3 separate regions of the Sus scrofa genome follow, and regions 2 and 3 are each linked to region 1. Evidence: chromatin contacts called from public promoter capture Hi-C data. All regions are on one chromosome and are shown on one strand. Each heading gives the region's core, a stretch centred on a gene start, on an enhancer-like site or on the middle of the called end of the contact. The rest is flanking DNA. Distances are from core to core; before and after follow the strand shown.

The links. Promoter capture Hi-C pulls out the DNA fragments that hold promoters and counts their contacts.
Region 2: a contact with region 1 is called in a promoter capture Hi-C map of fetal liver, with 4 times the contacts expected there. The contact joins the promoter of SUCO here to the promoter of METTL13 in region 1. A contact is called at or near these places in 2 of 5 promoter capture datasets (fetal liver and liver) and 3 of 47 Hi-C or Micro-C datasets (heart right ventricle and skeletal muscle).
Region 3: a contact with region 1 is called in a promoter capture Hi-C map of fetal liver, with 3 times the contacts expected there. The contact joins the promoter of C9H1orf105 here to the promoter of METTL13 in region 1. A contact is called at or near these places in 3 of 5 promoter capture datasets (fetal liver, fetal skeletal muscle and liver) and 1 of 2 datasets of contacts at active chromatin or transcription factors (skeletal muscle).

What each region holds. Positions count from the first base shown.
Region 1 is chr9:114,200,287-114,204,314 of Sscrofa11.1, forward strand. It overlaps METTL13 (methyltransferase like 13), which reads left to right and starts at 2,208. Exons shown (of 8, transcript NM_001244726.1): 1 at 2,208-2,673. The coding sequence starts at 2,521.
Region 2 is chr9:114,914,575-114,918,602 of Sscrofa11.1, forward strand. It overlaps SUCO (SUN domain-containing ossification factor), which reads left to right and starts at 2,383. Exons shown (of 25, transcript XM_003357538.4): 1 at 2,383-2,801. The coding sequence starts at 2,740. LOC102164985 (a long non-coding RNA gene) reads right to left here and starts at 2,222. Exons shown (of 3, transcript XR_001299035.2): 1 at 1,897-2,222; 2 at 1,343-1,711; 3 at 1-560.
Region 3 is chr9:114,826,577-114,830,604 of Sscrofa11.1, forward strand. C9H1orf105 reads left to right here and starts at 1,838. Exons shown (of 6, transcript XM_021063651.1): 1 at 1,838-1,929. The coding sequence starts at 1,838. It also overlaps a transcript of PIGC not described here.

The sequences.
Region 1 (4,028 bases), core at 958-3,457:
TATTTTTAGGGCATCAGATAAGGGGCTGGAGCTTGGGCTGTGATTGAAATCAAGTCTTACTGTCTTTACCAATATCATACTCTATTAGAATGGACAATAGAGACAGAGGGAAAAGAAGAAGCCAAAGATTCCTGAAGAGAACTCCAGAGGTGAAAACACCTCCTGGTTCTTATCTATGTCATCTTGTCACACTGGAACAAGTTTAGGTGTGCAGTATTTATGGAAGCAGTCAGGTTACAGACTGTTTTAAAATCGTTTTGCTCCTTCCTCAGGAAAGCTTTCTCTGGTCACCCCCTAAATCAGAATACGTCTCAAAGATATTTTCTCTTGTGGAATCTTACACTTCTTCTTCACTGCGCTTGTCACAAATGCTCATTACAGACTAATTTTTTAATCATTTGGTGTCTTTTCCGTATGATCGCTTTGCTTAGCACTGCACCCTTAGCTTTCACCACACTCTGACCAGGTTAGTCAATTTACATGTTTGTTGAATTGAATCAGTCTTGGAGGAGAGAGGATCAGTGGCTGTGTTACTGGTTTCTTTGGTATTGGGAGCACTTTAAGCACAGCATTCTCTGCTCTTAGTGCTTTCGAAAGAACCTACATCTCAACCACCAAGAACCTTGCATGATGTAGCAGCTGAAGCCACCATAGAGACTCCTCCCTGTTCACCTCATCTTGGGAAGACAGAAAATTATGTGAACTCAGCAAATGGTACATTAATACAGACTCTCTTTGATGTTCTTGTTGAGGACTTTTAAAACTGTGGAGCTGGAACCATATCCATTTTGATTTATCTATTAACAATTTTTTTTTTTTTTAATTGTGCCCACAGCATGCAGAAGTTCCTTGGCTAGGTATTGAACCTGGGTCCCCGCACTCCCAAGACACTGGTCGCTGATCCCACTGCACCCCAGTAGGAACTCCCCAAATGTAAATTTTAATCTTATCTGTTCCTGTGCTTTCTTACAGAAAATTCTCATGTACTTCTTTACCCTCAGAGAAGCACCCTTCCTCACCACCAACAAGGAGCACTGATGAAAGAAGTTTGATAATTTCATGCTGCTGATGAAAGAAATTTGACGATTTCTGAAAATTATCAGTGATCATGAGATAAACCCTCCCTTGTGTTATGAGTCACTTGCCTTTTTTTTTTTTTGCACCTTCTACACTGTGCACAAGCTGTCTATCAATAAAAAAGTTTGCTTGCCTAAGAGTCTTGTGGAAGCGGTATTCATTTCTATGGTATTCCTGTCCAAGAATCTGGAAAGAGCCAGGTAGCATACGCATTTTGTAAATTTCTCCTGCAAGTTATAACGCTGTGAAAAGCCCAATGATGCAGATAATTTAAAATAGTGCCCTTCACAAGAACTTTTTTAGGGTATTTTGATAAGATGAGCATCTGAAAGCACAGCGTGTTCATTAAACACATAAAATAAGCCCTAGTAACTATTTTTAGATGACATCAGAAGGACAACCTAAGGAGGCCTTTTACCAATGCATGCTTTGAGGGAAGGAGAAAGAGGGAAAGGACGCACATCTGAATACCTAATTGTTATTCTTTTCTCCTGAATTTTCATGTTATTACATTTAAAATTCTAGAACCTTGTATTTTGGTGCGGAAAAGGTACAGCCAAGTGCCATTCTCCTCCAAATTAAACCTGAATTATACAAGTAAATTTATTAAATTAAGGCAGGTGTGAGGCGGCAGATGCACAAGATTAACATGTTTGGAATGGGTAGTTTTCTTCTGCTAAGGACTGGCTCTTACTCATCCCTTGCCTCACTTCCTTCTAATCCACAGGTTTTTCTTTTCAGAGGCCTCTCCTCCAACGTGCTTACCGTCGGCCATGCTTAGCCCTGGTGTGGCTGGCTCACGATCAGAATCGGAGACGAGGCCGGCTAAGAGACAAAAGGAAAGCAAAACCCGCCTTCTGCCGGGGCTGGAAAGCCCAGAGCTGAAAAGGCTGCCCCCGCGCGGCTCCGGCGCTCCAGCCAAGGGCGAGGAGAGCCGAACCTCTTCGGCTCTGCCTCCGGACCCGGGCCCCGCCCCTTCCCGGCCCAGTACGTAAATAAACGCGACGAAACCGCCGGCGTGAGGCGAGTGTGTCGTAGCCAATGAGGTACCAGGAATGAAAATCGCTGACCAATGAGCTGCTGGGATGGTCTGGGCGGCCGACCAATCGTGGAGCCTCGCACCCGGATATGATTGTGGGTTCTGAAACCAAGCTCTGAAAAAGTGTGAGGGGCTTCCCACGTGGGGTAGGGGTTTTGGGCGCAGAGAGGGGGTGATCGTTGATTAGGTTTAGCGTCTGGCGCGTGTGGTGAGCGTATAAGGATTACCCCTTTGAGTTTTGAGTGTGTGTGTGTGGGGGGCTGGGGTGGTAAATCAATGTGGCTATTTGTCCGTGGAAAGAATTCCCGCTGCGGCGCCCCGGAGCCAGCGTTTAGAGAAGCCTCTCCGATGGTACCGCACAGGGAGTAGGAGAGTCTTGAAGAAGCCCCGTGGGCAGTGGGAATATGAATCTCTTACCTAAAAGCTCTAAAGAGTTTGGGTCCGTTGACTACTGGGAGAAGTTCTTCCAGCAGCGGGGAAAGAAAGCTTTTGAGTGGTATGGAACCTACCTGGAACTGTGCGGGGTGCTACACAAATACATCAAGCCCAGGGAAAAGGTAAGCGCGACCTGGCAGCCCTGTGTGTGCTCTGGAAGGTGTGATCTGATAACAGAAATTCTGCGCTTGGCAGACCGTTACAGGAGTGGGGGGCCCTCGCTGGGCCCATATTTTTAGGACTCCATGCAGCGTTACAGCCAACAGGCAATTACGAAATATCCTTTTAAAGAATTTCAGATAAACGCTTCCACCCCCAACTCACCCTTAAATTAATAACCCTGTTGTAAGGATGACTTATTTAGTAATGGGACCTAGATATCTCCTCCTAGTGAAGAAGTGTACTTCTGTCACAGTGCATCCCTGTGGAGCTGGCAGCACTTCTGGCTTTACTGATAAGTGAACATGTTATCAAACAGGTGTTGCAGGCCCACTGACTTTAAGGCACTGGGCTCAACCCTTAAGCCACAAGAGCATTTTAAACTGTGAGCACATTCCAAAAGTGAAAAAAAGTGGTAAATACAGTAATTGGAGTTTTGATAGAAGGGTTGTACTGGAAGTAGGGAAGAAAGAAGGGTAGAGAGCATTCAAGGAGGAAGCTTTAAGAGCCAAGCCTTATGCTGGGTGCTTTGTGTGTGCGTGCGTGCATGCGTGTATGTATGTATGTCTTGGTTCAATCATTGAATTCTCATTGAGTTGAGTGGTAGTACATAAATTCTACAGATGAAGAAAGAGGCTCTGTGAGCCAGTTTCTTGCCCAAGATCATCATATATGTAGTAAGTGGTCACGTGGGAATTTAAACTTAGGCCTACCTAACTCCAAAGCTTATGCATTGTCTCACTTCTTTCCAGAGATGACGACCTTGGGGCAGAATTTTGTTTTTTGTTTGTTTGTTTCCTCCATGGCATGTGGATGTTCCCAGGATTAAAGGATTAAACCCACACCAAGGCAGTGACCTAAGCCACAGCAGTGACACTGCCAGGTCCTTAACCTGCTGAGCCACCAGGGAACTCCTCAGGGCAGAATTTTGAAGGATCAATGGAAGATTGCTCCATAGAGAAGGAGGCAACAACCTGTGTTTTAAATTTGGCTTTAGAAAATAGCAGAATGTCATGGATTAGAGCTGAAGGCATGAGTGGAATCAGATTAGTCCAGATCCTGGTTTTCAATAGTGAAATAAATAGGAGATTTTTACTGTAACTACCATGACTTTCTATCAATTCTTGAGTAGTAAATGCTTGATTCAGAGAAAAGAACAACCATGATTAGTTTGTTTCTGCAGTTGATTAATAAATGCTTGATTGAGAGAAAAGAACAACCCTGGTTAGTCTGTTTCTGCATAACTTGCATTGTTACAGCTTTTGTTACTAGTGAGTTCCTCTAACCAGTTGTGGTCAAGTTGGAGCCTAGCATCAGC
Region 2 (4,028 bases), core at 1,133-3,632, 710 kb after region 1:
TAGGGGAGATGAGTTCAGTTTTACGCAGGTAAAATTTGAAAGGGTGGTAGAATAAGTGTTATATCCAGCAACTACTTGTAAAGAGGTTGGGATATAGACCTGGGAGTCAACAGTATAGTTGAGAACTGGTTTTATGAACTATCCAAGAGCTCAGAGAACTGAAGATTAAACCTTAACACGAAGCTATGGAAATGAAACTAGCAAAAAGAGAAAAGGATATTTATTAATTGAAATAATGAAAGATACTTATTGATTAATAACTAGGTGGATGACAACCCTACCACAGCGGTAGCAATAAAGCCCCACCTCTAGGAAAAACGAAGAAAGAAGGAAGGAAAGGAGGAAGAAGGAAGAAAAATTCTACCTACTAGCAGCATATTACAAAAGATCATTACAGAGACTTGGTGGAAAAGACTTGTGGGTTTGGAGTGAGAAGCAGAGGAGACAGAAGAGGCACCTAATAACTTGTGATGAGCAAGTTTTCTTCAGAACCTTCTTGGCTGTGATCTTCTGAGGGTCAGCTCAGGAGCACCTGTTCTCTGTCCTGAGTAACCTAGTTCCTAGAGAGAAAGGAAAAGGTTAACACAGTAAAGAATGTAAAATAATCCCCATCCTTCTACTGCTCCTACTTTCCTTTTAACTTACATAGTAATCATTTGATACTGCTCTTGGGCAAGAGTAGTGAAGTCAGAGAGATGAAGGGATTTTATTGTCAGTCATACGCTAAAAGTGGCATGAACAGATCATTGGAACTGTTAGCTAATTATTGCCAGAAAAATTAGTTTAGGATGAATGCCTCTTAAACCAAATCACCTGTTGCAGAACTTTTATAATATTCAGTTGACTTATATCAAGAATTTTAGATGAGTCAAAACATTCAGTTACCTGGGAATATAGTAACAACCCTCAATTCAACTTAGAAGGTTTACAAGGAAGTTACATGCTTCAAAATTAGGTGTTGGATGGGAATTTTTCGTCTTTTTTCCCTGGACACATGTGGAATAAGTGGCTCATGCTTTGCTAACACGTGCTTTGAGCACCTTTTACCCTAAACATTAAGCCATGTTGCTTGGCACAGACAATTGGAGTCTCCATTCTTCTTTTTGTCTGGCTGCTTTCTGGAGAAGATAGTTGAGTTTCCCACAGCCAAGACAAAAAGGGAAACACCATTGAGTTATATTTTTGCATCTTATTTTAGAAAAGAAATATCCCTCGGTAGCGACTAACTCTCTTCTTAGTGTCAAGAGTCTGAAACAAATATATCACCAGAGATAGAAGAAGGAACACATTAGGCCAGAGGCCAGACGTCTTCTTCCTTAAACAGAAGCTAGTGCCCACTTACGAGAGTTATGTCAAGAGGCGCTTGGGAAGAAAAGCAGTCAAGCATTTTGGACTTTCAGGCAGAGGGTCCCTAAACAAGCTTCTGAGAGATCTTTTAGGGGCCTCCGTGACATAAAAATCTGGGGTGGGCACATTGCTCTTTTTAAAGGTTGAGAGGCGATCACTTTTTTGGACTGCAGCAATAGACGCATGTACACGACCATCTTCCCGTTTTCGGTGAAACCCAGGACTTGGTGCTCTCCCAGCAAGAGCGGCAGTTTCCCGTTCTGGCCCCACCGCAGCAGAAGCAAAGTACGAATCCCAGAGAATAGTGACCCAGGGAGCAGATCCCAACAGAGGAATCCAGCCGGCGGGGAAATTCTCCAGGAGGCTGAAAAAAAGCGAAAGACTCTTCACTTCAGCCAATCAGATGAGAGGAAATCTTGCCGCACTCTTCCCCCTCCTCCCCGCCCCCGGCTCCCGCCAACCAATCAGCATCTAGCTTGATGGGCCCGCCCCACTGACACCGGGAAAACGCCTTTTAAATTGTATTGGTATAGTTTTACCCCGTCATACTCAGCCTTTCCACGAAGTTTGGTAAAAAGAGGCAAACTGAGTGTAAATTGAAAGCTGGTCAGTCTTGCGGTGAGAAAGAGAAACTACACACATTTTCATCAAAACAGTGATACTAGGAGGGACAGGGAAAGGGAAAGGCGGATTCCTGAAGGAAAACTACAACTCCCAACGGCCCTTGCGCTGACTCGACGCGCCCTGGGCGAGGGGGCGGGACACGGTAGGAAGAAGGCTGAGGGTCAGGAGACTCCTCTCGGACTTCCTGAATTGGGCGGGATTTGAGGTGGGCGGGGCGTCGGCAACCTCGGCTGTCGCGCTTTGTGTCCTCCCACAACGGGCTTATCCGCTTGAGACGTCGGAGGGGGCGTGGCCCGCGCGGAGCCTGGTGGGTGTGAGAGCGCCGCTGGACGTGGGTGACGCGTCTCCTTCCAGCTCAGCGGTGTGTGAGGTGTCGCGGCCCTGCTGGCGATTGGCTGTTGAGAGGCGAGTACGCTGCGGCCGTTGGTCGCCGGCAGCACGGAGCGAGAGCCGGGGAGGGCTGGGGGGATATGGGGCGGCAGTGGCGGCGGCGGCTGGAGGAGGCGGGCGCGGACGAGCCGGCGGCCGCGGCAGCAGCGGCAGACCCCGGAGTCTTCCTGTGAAGCGCCCCCGTCGGCGCCCCCGTGGGCCACTGAGAGAGGGCGGCTAGCGCGCGAGCTGCTCAGGAGCTGCTCCTCCAGCGCCGCAGCCCTTCGGACTCTCGGTTCCATCCTCGCTCTCCTGCTCCGGCTCCTCCATCTTGGCCTCGGCAGTGGCGGCTGCCGGGAGGATGTGCCGCCTTCTGGCAGGGGAAAGAAGGAGGAAAAGATGAAGAAGTACCGGCGGGCCTTGGCCCTGGTCTCCTGCCTCTCTCTGTGTTCTCTGGTCTGGTGAGTACCCGCGATAACTCGGGAGTTTCCCGAGAGAGGAGAGGGGGGCGAGGGAGCGGCCCAGGTCACACCCCCAAATCATCCTGGCTTTTAGGGTGCGGGTTTCTAAGGCTGCTAGAAAGCGACAAACCAATTACTCTGTGACTCTCCCGCGGACTGGCCTGGCAGCACTCTGTGCGGAGGTTATCACGGTGCATTTTGGAATTCACAGAAACTAAGTGGGAGAGAAAGGTGCCTAGGTGGTTTTGTACCTACCCAGTTACCCTGACGCTTGGAGACGGTGGAGTGTTCGGCTAGTCTTCAGATAAATGTGCTGTAAGTTTCTCGGGCTTAGTACCAGCCACTTGCCTTCATGGTGTGGTAAGGGCATTAAGCAAGTCGGATGTGATGGGTTCCCGAATTGTGATTTTAAAAACGTGACTTGTCATGAAGGTAGGTAGTATATGAGAACTAGTTCTTCTGGTCCTTTCTCGCCTGGTCTTTGGCCTCGGGCACACTTGGATACTTATGGGGGCGTTATGAAGCAATTCTTCAAGGAGTAGATAATAGGAAGTTGTTAGTTTAGTGGAGTGTCTTAGGTGTAGTGTGCATAGTGGTTTCTGGTGGTGTGGCTTGGATATTGTGCCTTAGTAATGTAAGGATAGTCCTGCCCTTTGAAGGCGGGAAGAGTGCTTTGTCTATAAAGTTTACGGAGTTTCTGTTAATCTCTGGCACAGAGATTTGAAGGGACAGAAAGAGCTTGTCAGTCAAAGGATCACTACCACTGTACTTGGAAAATCCATTTTGTCCTCCAAGGGAATTTCTTCAAAGATGTGTGATATTTGTGACCAAAAAGATGATTCTTCAGTTAAAAGTGATTTGCTGTTATATTAAAATCAAGATAAACTAAGTTTCTTGCTTAGTTTATTTCTGCAAAACGAACAGTTTTTTCATTTATGTAGGTGACTGATGGTTTCCAAAGACAGTGAAGTTGTTGCTAACATAAAATAGTATATAAATAAGAGGAAAAGAAAACACTTGCCTGGCTGAAGAATTTCGATTGGAAGATTGATAGACATTTTAGAGAACAAGAAATTTGGCCTCTTGCCTTCATTCCCAATGTTACCTCACCTTATACTTACTAAGTTGAAATGTGCATATAGATGAGTCCACTTACTTCATTTTAAATTTAAATTTGTACCTGAGGTATGGAAAACATTGTATTCATATCCACTTTTCTCTGGGGGC
Region 3 (4,028 bases), core at 588-3,087, 630 kb after region 1:
TGTCTCCCTCTAAACTAGTTCTTAACTCAGGGGTTCACATATCCCTGAGGTCTATGGATGGGCTTCAGACCCTTCAACAACCCTCCCAGTCAATGCATATTTGTAGTTGTAATTTATGCAGATTTCTAAGGCTAGGATCCAAAGCTTTTACTGGGTTCTCAGAGGCATCTATTACTGAAAAAAGTTACCGGTCTAAAAACAAAAACCTCATAATAATAAAGGTACAAGCTCTAAGGTTTATTTAACTAAAGCCAAGGACTGGAGATTCTTAATCCCTTGACCGAGTTTAGCAGCCTTAAAAAGAGTTATCATTCTACTTATTTAACGCGAAACTCTAGGAAGGATCGGAGATAATGATCTCCTTTCCACTACTGCAAAACTAAGAGTCAGAAATACCAAGATCATCCAGCAGGTCTGCGAAGAAAATTCTTATGGCCCGACCTTACGTCTTCCATGGAGACCATGATAGGTTTTGCTTCACAAACCAGACGCCCTGGGAGGCTCCCTCACCGCAGCAGGGACCCCAGCCCCGGCATCTCACGGCCGCCGCAGGGGGCTGGAGGGTCCCAGGCGCTGAAAAGGGCAACGCCCGCCCGCTGGGTCGGGGACAGGGCTGGGGAGGGGGTGGGGAAGGGGAGGGTGTCCCCGAGGGTGTACCCCGCCCGCCGCCACCCCTCACCCAGCCTCGGCCCTGCGGGGGATGGCGGAGGAGGCCCGGAAATACTGACTCCCACTCGGAACCCACCTGCCCGCGAGTTCCTAGGGGTGCGCGGCCGGGCGAGGGCGGCCGCCCGCCTCCTTCCCCATCCGGGGCGCCGGGGTCGCGCCGGCGGCCGAGCACTTCCGGGGCCGCCACAACCTCTGCGGCCAGAGCGTCCTTCCTCTGCCCGCGCGGCCTTGAGGTCACTGCTGCCCCCTCCTGGCCGCGCAAGGGAACTCCCGGCTCCTCTCCCTAGAAGAATGGGTGATGCCTGGAAAGCAAATCCTGGACATGGAGATTGGGATTTGGCACCAGAAAGGCAAAGGACAGAGGCTGGACTGGGAGAAGAGAGATTATAATGGCTACTTTGATCGCGCTCTATTATGAAACCAGACCTTCGGCTAGGGACTTTCGAAGCATCCATGAATACACTAGACACATTCACTAAATTTCTGCAAGTATCAAGCACTGCTGTAGGTGCTAGTGATACAGCAGCTAAGCAATAGAAAAAAAAAAAAATTCCTGCCCTCGTGGAACTTTCTGACTCATGCATTGATCTGTGAAGTGATAATAATGTCGTCCTTTCGCGGAAGACAAAACTGATGCTGGGAGAGGTTGTGACTTGTCCAAGGCCATGCTGCTGGAAAGTGGATTAGTCAATATCAACATCCACTTGTTTTACAGCTTCATTAACCAAGACTGACATCCAGTTGTCTGTAGCTTCAAAGTACAGTTCTTTCTTCTTTGTCTCCTAGAAGGGATGAGGGAGAAGGGCCCTGTGACTGAAAGCAGCCAAACACTTAGAATAGGAGGCTGATAAAGTTCAGTTGAAGTCATGGACATTTTAGAGGATACATAAACAGCTAGGAATAATGAAGAAGCAAAGGGATATAGTAGACACAAAAGTCAGAAAACCTAAATTCACTCACTAGCTGTGTGACTTAGCAAATCACACTAAGATTTGATTTCTTCATCTGTAAAATGGAGATAACACTGTTTACTCTTGGGAGAGTCAACAGGGTCAAATACAAAACTTAAAAATGTTTTATAAAGTGTTGACTGCACTGACTTTGGTCATCCTAACAATGGCAATGGTCGGGAGGAATAAATCCTGCAAAATGATCTCTTTCCATTTCTCTCCAGGTTTCTGTTCCAAGATTTGACAAGACTCCCTGGTTTAGCAAGGCCAGCCTCACGAACAAGCCATTAATACTCAGCCTCCCCAAAAGGTAATAGCTCAGCCACTGAGAGCAAAGGTCTCAAGAAAGACCTCATAGAAGATGATTTCTTAAGAGTTAGGGGCAATTATTCAAGGGGCACAGCTGGTCGGTTGAGGGAAAGAAGTAAAGTGCTAAAAAATCAGAAATGGTCAAGGTTTCTGAGACAAAAGTGAGCCCTGAGAATTGGCCTGGCTGAAGAAGGCCAATTAACCTTCCTCTGTACCACCACAACTAAACAATACAAGAGAATTTTTGGGAGTTCCCTTTATGGCTCAGTGGCTTGAGAGTCTGATATAGTGTCTGTGAGGATGTGGGCTCAAACCCGGGCCTTGCTCGGTGGGTTAAGGGTCTGGCATTGCTGCAAGCTGCAGCGTAGGTCACAGATGCGACTGGATCATGACTGGTGTGGGACTTCGATTGCAGCTCTGATTTGACCCCTAGCCCAGAAGCCTCCATGTGCTGCAGGTACAGCCATTAAAAAAAAAAAGAGAAAGGGGGAAAAAGGAAGAAAAATATATACAAAAGAATTCTACCCATAGGCACTGACTTTCAAAAAACTTCCATCCTCTTCATCATTTTACCTTTTCTCCTCGCATTAGTTTGAAATTTACAAATTTTAACTGCGACCTATGCTGCAGCTGTGGCAAAGCCAGATCCTTAACCCACTGTGTGGGGCCAGAGATTGAACCCTCACTTCCATCTGGACCTGAGCGACTACAGTTCAGATTCTTAAGCCACAGTGGGAACTCCTCCTCCCCCAGTTTCGATGCTTGAATTTGGTGACAGACACCGGGCTGGAAGGGGGGAATGAAAGGGAGGGTAGGTAAGAGGTTCACGTAGGGGTGAATGGGAGAAATCAGGGAAGATTAAGGAAAGGGCAGGCCAGGAGACAGGTCCATAGGCACATCATAGATGAAAAGTTGGCTCCCTGGCATGTAACGTCATTTGCTAGAAAGACTATACTCTCTGAAAAGAGTTCCCCTGTTGGTAGCTGTCACATACCCTCCTGCCATGAATAAATGACTCTCCATGAGGAATACTCTCTCCTCATCCCCCTTCCAATAACAGGTACCTTTGCTTTGTCCGATGCACTTTTTAAAAACCACATTCTCAGTAAGCAGCTAGACAGTTCTGTGTATTTTCAGAGCACCTATGAAGTACTTGTTGTTCGGTTTTGTTTTGTTTTGTTTTGTTTTTCATAGCTTTGAATATATTTGAACTCTAGCTACTGTCTTAGTATAAAGCAGCAATCCTAGATTGAGTAAACCTGAAGGCTTGTTTATTAAAAAAAAAACACAGGTGACTTAGTTCGTATTAAGAGTTAGTACCTCAAGGATCAGCATGGGTAATGACAATTTAGCACCTGTTAATTAGGGGCAGGTACAAATTTGCACGACAATGACAGATGGATGACATAAATGAGTAGATCTGGCCTAAAGGGAATTGTAGTGAAGGGGAGATCACCTCCCTCCGAGAGGGACAGTCTGCCTCTACCTACTCAATGTTACCAGAAAGTATGTGAACCCAGTGGCCAGATCTGCTGGTTTTTCCAGCAGTGGTGGAAATATGGACTTTTATGTGCAATGGCTAGGGTCTAAAGAGGGTAATATCCCACTTTCCTATCCCACCCCCATACCCCTCAGACCTACCCCTGCAGCCAGAAGCGAAGCATCTTTGTGCATAGCTCTCTCACCCCCCAGCTACCTCATTCCTCGATTGAACAAGCCTTTGGCAGGAGGTGTGGAAGGGGGCATAAAGTGGGGGGCCCTGGAGTGTCAGAGGGGACAGCCATCTGGGAAGGGACACAGGAGTGTTCCCTCCAGCCAGCCAGACTTGAGCTGGTTGCAAGGAGAAATGACCTCACACAACCTGAGGCTTTACTCATGTCTGTACTGGGAGGACTTGGGGAGTCATCTAAACTCTTGTTAAGAGAAATGGCACTCACCTACCTCACAAGAATTCTAAGACTCCTGGACAGCACCTGTGAGGTGCCCTGAGCTTTCAGAAGGACAAGATAGGAATGGAAAATCCTTTGAAAGGATGCTTTAAGTACCTACAATTCTTGAGAACTGTAAACTCATCTGACCAAAGCTCTGAGTCCCAAGCTG